Linked DNA regions of Mus musculus: region 2 is linked to region 1. The links are chromatin contacts, called in public Hi-C maps. All regions are on one chromosome and are shown on one strand. Each heading gives the region's core, a stretch centred on a gene start, on an enhancer-like site or on the middle of the called end of the contact. The rest is flanking DNA. Distances are from core to core; before and after follow the strand shown.

Evidence for each region. A called contact is a pair of places that touch in the nucleus more often than the background predicts.
Region 2: a Hi-C map of bone marrow-derived macrophages shows a contact between it and region 1, with 16 read pairs. The contact joins two enhancer-like sites. A contact is called at or near these places in 3 of 15 datasets of contacts at CTCF or cohesin (the NIH/3T3 cell line, large pre-B cells and stem cell-derived epiblast-like cells), 11 of 484 Hi-C or Micro-C datasets (the 3T3-L1 cell line, LSK cells, bone marrow-derived macrophages and 6 more), 20 of 115 datasets of contacts at active chromatin or transcription factors (bone marrow-derived macrophages, craniofacial prominence, embryonic basal ganglia and 13 more) and 4 of 9 other capture datasets (adipose tissue, embryonic stem cells, liver and 1 more).

Annotation. Positions count from the first base shown.
Region 1 is chr16:57,258,496-57,261,268 of GRCm38.p6, reverse strand. No RefSeq gene overlaps it. Among named protein-coding and RNA genes, the nearest start is that of Gm26800, 19 kb to the left of the region's middle. Within about 2 kb of position 1,363, at least 32 of the 459 cell types and tissues checked have an H3K27ac peak or open chromatin away from gene starts, as enhancers often do. A contact at or near this core is called in bone marrow-derived macrophages, where this site is marked.
Region 2 is chr16:57,535,350-57,538,470 of GRCm38.p6, reverse strand. The region is part of intron 1 of Cmss1 (cms small ribosomal subunit 1); the gene reads left to right. All of the region lies in intron 4 of Filip1l (filamin A interacting protein 1-like), which reads right to left. Among named protein-coding and RNA genes, the nearest start is that of Cmss1, 70 kb to the left of the region's middle. Within about 2 kb of position 1,655, at least 72 of the 459 cell types and tissues checked have an H3K27ac peak or open chromatin away from gene starts, as enhancers often do. A contact at or near this core is called in bone marrow-derived macrophages, where this site is marked.

The sequences.
Region 1 (2,773 bases), core at 114-2,613:
TGCAATATTCATGAAAGGAAACAGCTTCAAACCACTGCTGCTCATTTTGCTCTGCAATGTGTCCAGCAATCCCACAGCACCATGGCCTGTGGTTATCAGCATTTTTTGGTCTCTGAATACCCATAGCTGGAGCAGATCCTTGCTGGCTTCTCCACAGGAAAGCCCATTTCCAGTCCTCAGAGCCAAGGCAGCTACTCAAAGGTTCAACCCAGAGTCTCTTTCACCGGGATTGGCTCAGCATCCCATTGCTAACTCTGCTCTTGTTTGCCAAATAAAGTTGACCTTAGAAGGCCAAGTACGGTTGAATATACCTGTAATCCTAGTATTTGGGAGGCTGGGGCAGGAGGATGGACAATATGAGGCCAGCCTAGACTATGCAGCAAAATCCTGTCTCAAACATAATTTTTTTTTTAAGTTTCCCTAAAGATTTTATTAAGCAGGTTTCCTACTAACTATTGTTTTTGTTTTTCGTCCTAGTTAACAGGTCAATACTTCATTGACTCTGCATTTTGAGGTGAAGCCTTTAAAAAAAATCCTCTTTCTCCGTTTTCCCCTGAAAATGATTATGTGGTAAAATGATTGGGAAAGAAGGAAGTGAAATAACAAGGTTTGGATTACAGTGACCCACGCAGAGTGGGAGCCGTCCATTCAGAAGCAGGGCACTTGGCTGCACAGAGCCAAGTGGTCCAACATCGCCATTCTGCCCTGCCGTCTCCATGGTGTGATTCAGAGCTACTCTGTCAAACGTAGGAAACCTTCAAAATCTGGAGCATGACATATTGCCTAGCAATGGCTCTCCCTTCTGTGAGTCTGGAGCCCATGTCCCACCTCCAGCGATTGGCTCTGGTTGTCATTCTGATTGCCATTCTCACCACAGTTGGAAGGGAAAAACTGACATCATTGCTCTGATGGTAAAAAGTATCCTGTGGCTCTCAAGGCCTGCAGCATCAGGGGCAAGCGAGGAGGGCGGGCCTCGCATTTCTCAAGCTTTTCACTGCAGGCTAACACTGGGAAATCGCCCTTGATCGGTTTGCTTTGTTTATAAACATTTTCGGTTCTTGTTCATCATCGGCATCAGTGTATTAGGCCGTGAAAAATGTATTTTCCATTCTAAGGCCAGCAATTCTGAGAAGTCATGGAGCCTCCAGTTTTGTTTTGTTTTGTTTTGGAAATGGGTGCTGTCCATAGGATATAAAGAAGGCCGAGATTGAAGTGGATGCTGGACTTTCATGTTTTTTCTACAGATGATGATGATTGATGATGATGACGATGACGATGATGAAGGGAACACTGAAAGAGACCAAAGGGGAAGTGAAACAAAGAAAGCTGAGAAGGACCTGGCTCCTTCCGCGTGCGGTGTAGTTGGAAGTGCCTTACCCAAACTACAGTGGTTAGCCTCACGGCAGCTGCGGATGAAATGGCTGTTTGAGGGACTCTTTCCTCACCCTCTTCCCTCCTGCCAGAGCTCACCTCGAAGTACAAAAGACATGGAAATGCTTGGGATGTACTTTATGAAGTGGTGAAGCCCTCTGTGAAGTCTGTGAGATTGATTCAGGAAGCATCTTTCTCTAAATCAGAAGATTAAAGGAAAAGAAGAGAAGGAGGAAGAGGAAGAGCAAGAGGAAGAAAAACACTCGTAAGAACTCTCCTGTAGAGACTGGGGAAATGGCTCAACAGGGAAGAGTATGTATCTCTAGCACCCATGTAAAAAGCCTGGCATGGCTGGGTGTGTCTAGAACCCCAGGGTTGTCCTGAGAGGGAAACAGAAAAATCCTGGGAGCTCACTGGAGGCCAGCATAAGAGAAATGAGCTTAGGTTCAGTGAGAGACCCTGTCTCAAAAAATAAGGTGGAGAGCAATACAGGGAAACAATGTCATGTGTGCACATACTACAACACGCCCCCGCGTGTATTCTCTCTCTCTCTCTCTCTCTCTCTCTCTCTCTCTCTCTCTCTCTCTCTCTCTCTCCATCCTTAAAAGTCCCCTGCTTCCAACATATGAATGTAACTGTATGATGGTGTTATGTCTGGAGCTGTTCCAATCATCTTACTAGCAAGAAGTAAGCAATGGGGGTCACTGATGTTTTCATATTGTGGATAGAGGAACAAACAACGGGAAGAGCCCAGCTCCTCACAACATTGTGGAAACCACTGATTCAACCCTAGAACCACCTGCCTCTAGGCAGCAAAAATAAGCCCCTCACCTCAGGTACATTTAGCTGTTCTGTTAACTTGAAACCAAAAACATTCTAATATATACAGTATAACTACTTCATTTTACTCTACTAAATGTATTTCATTATGTAGGCTGGAAAAATCAATCCACTGGTTATTGCAGAAAAAAACATAGTTACTTATAATCTATCTAAAATAATCTTTTTTTTTGCAACTCCTTCAGTTTCTAACGTACACATTTCTTCCTCAATGTTCTTCACGTATAGAGGATAAACATTATGACCCATGAAATGACTGTGCACCCCAGATACTGACATCGCTAGCTGGTGTCACATCTTGCAACCAGGAGCTAAGTCTGATGGCAGCCCTCAAGCACTAGTCTTATAATTTGGCCAACACCCTTTCCTAACAGATGTCAGAGACTGCTATGTGTTCAGAGGCTGGTAACCTGAACCACTGGAACGCGTCACACCTATGGTCACCTACCACGGTGATGACGCTGGTTTATACTTTGGGATGACTCTCCTCAAGATGGCTCCTAGCAAAGCCATCAGTCCCCTGTATGTGTCTAGTCCCAGAAGTGTTATCCACTGCATGACA
Region 2 (3,121 bases), core at 406-2,905, 280 kb before region 1:
GCCAGTTATGATTCCTACATCCCTTTATTCCTTTTGATTATTATTACCATCTCATGTTCTTAAAGGTTAGGCTCCCCTCACCCCCAGCTTTCTTTTGCTCATGGAAGAAACGAAAGATAAGCAATTCTGAAGTTAGTCTCACTGTAGATCTTGGGACAGTTTGCTTTCTTAGAGCAGGGAGGCGAGTAAATGATCTTCCAAACCCAGGAAGTTCCCTGTTTTGCAAAAGGGCCATTTGACAGGTTCACTTGCAAGATCTTTGCCCACGACAGCAGCGCTGTTAAAGAGTGGAGTTGATTCTAACTCAAGGAGGAGGACACATTCTAAGCCCATGTTAAAACTGAGACCTTATGCTTAGGTAACTGATACTGTGGTGATTTTGTAATAGAGCAATAGCACAATTTAAGAGATTTATACATACTGTGACTATTACAGCATGCACTGGAGGACAGTATGCCTGCAGATGTATAGGCTTTAAGCTATATTTTGGGTCAGCTTTGTGGACCAGCTGAGAGCCCACGTGCTACATGAAATATGAAATTTATTAGCAAATGTGCTGCAGGTCCCCCCTTTGGATCCCAGGTGACTACCTCCCCGTCATTTCCATGGCAGCCCCAGGCCACCTAGGCCTGGCGAAAATTAAGTAGCTCTGGAAATGATCTTGTTCTTCAGATGTCATCTTTTTGAATGAAGTTTGAGTAGGCTTTTTATGTAGAAAGAACATTCACAAGTCAGGTGTTCGTAACCCAGAGAATGTGTGTGTAAATATTTTACATGGCCAGGATGACGGAACTTAACTGTGTCTTTGTATTTGCTGTCCCAGGCCAAAGCATCCAATCAAGCCATGTTCTTTTCAACAACTTTCGGTCCCCAGTGCTCATAATTCAAAGCTGCTGCCATCCTCTAAGGGATGATTCAGGCTCAATGGGTCATCAGCAGGGCTATGTTGTTTGTTTATTTGTTTGATACCGTATCTCATTACATTGAAGTGGTAGTATCTGTGGACTTTTTGAGGCACCATATTTGAATTTTTCTCATGAAGGAAGCCTAATGTTTTGGTTGACAATCTTGTCTACCAGGTCAAATTCCTTGTAGTGTCTGCTGCTTATCATTGAAGAGTTTTGTTTTGTTGTTTTATTTTAGTATAGTGACATAGCAATGCTAGTGTTTCTTGTCACATACTGATTTCAGTAGGTCAAAATAGGACAATTGATGCATACTAAAATTAACATTTATTTCTTACTACTGTAAGATTCAATACTAGACTTCTGTATCTCCTTAAATTCCCTCATCTTTGGGGAAAATCCCTTACTCTTATCTAATCTCGTTCCTGTTTTTCCCCCTGTGGCCTGAGCCCATGGAACAGGTCCCATTAGCTAAGGCTGAATTAATGCTGGGTATACTCTAGCAGCAATGACTAGGAAAGAAAACCATGTTGAGGCTGATGAAGGCTGGGCAGAGGAATCCCTTCACCTATGCTTGGTCAAGTCCCTTTAGGTCGAGCTCCTGTTCCGTATGCTCCTTCTGTAGAAGAGACTTGCTGCTTTCTGGCAGGAAGGAGCCATTTGCTTTTTCAGGGAATGACTGGTTCCATATTCTAAAGCATGAGTCACGGATGTTTTTAAGATTACATATCCCTCCTAGCATATGAGGAATAAACTAGAGAAAAGGAAGTTAAGAGAAAACAGAAGTGTGAATAACTGCTAACGGTGCTGTCCCTGGCTCCATTCCGTCTGCCATTTCATCATACATAAAGAGTAGGTCAGAGATTCCTTTCCTGGCAAGTAAGTGGCAACATGTGTTTGAAATAGCAAATGGAAACTGTCGAGGAGAGATGGCAGGCACATGGCAGCAGGAAGACCAGGGAAAATTTGTTGCCCTGATGTTAGCCACCTAACCGCTATGCTTTTCACAGCGGTTCGGTTTTACTTTTAAAAGCTTGCATGCCCCAATAGTGTAACATTTCTGTGTATAAAATGTGTACTTCCTCGGTTGGGGTGGTGGTTTTTTACTTTTCTCTTCATGAGTGGCCGTCCCCTTAAACCTTAGGCGTTTCACAGAGTCCTTGAGTAAAAGACTCCCAAAAGATAGAACCCCCTTAGGAGTGCTTCAGTAGTGCTCACAAGTTCCTGAAGTCAGGAAGAAGTTCTGTAGCCAACCCACTGCCAGCTTTGTGTGGTCCACAACCTTCAAGTATGTGTGTGTGTGTGTGTGTGTGTGTGTGTGTGTGTAAAATGGAAAAACTTTGGTTACTGGTCAGAAAAATGGGATCTGGCCCTGGGTGGAGACATAACATTGTAAATCTTCTGAAAGGACTCAGTAGATTGTCTACTCCGAGGCTATCTGTAAGGAACATGGAGATACCATGTCTACTGTCTTACATGCTAATACAAATGGGCCTTTAACCATGTGGACTGGAAAACCTCTCTCAGGAAAGCTGTCTGTTCTAGAGTCTTTAGAAAAACAGTACAGGGCCTCCTATAATCTGTTTATCAGCACAGTGATCGCTCAGGTCATTGTCTACTCTCATCCTGTGAGTTTTGTGTATTCTTCACTACATTCTTGGTGTTGCCTTTGCATTCTTCCTGTGGCTCTCACAGGAACAGGGCATGGGGAAGGCAGACCAAGATCCTGGTAACAGTACTTTATCAGTGTAGTGAGGTCATTTCGAGCACTGGAGAACAATCATTCCTATGACTACAAGAGAGAACTGGTCCACACTGGCTCTGTGTTCAGGAAGGCTCTATTTAAATAGTATTTTTAAAAAGGCTGTTTATGGTTTTGTTTTGTGACTATTGTAGCAGCTAAACCTTTGCTGTGTAGAGTGCTAGAAACTTCTGCAAGTACCTTTTTTTTTAAAGAAACGACTGTAGTCAAGAACAAGAATAAGTTGTCCCGCCTCTAAGATTTAGCTAACATTTAATTTTAGTTTTAATAACATTTAACTGCTTATTTAAAAACTTACCAGTTGTAGGGAAAAATTCACTAGGTATTGTTGGTTAGGGTCTTATCTATGATAATATTAGCATGATTGAAAGACTTGCTCATACTAATAATACTGTATGTATTTAACATGCATATACCTAAACTATGATTTATGTCAATGCTGGAGAACCCCAAA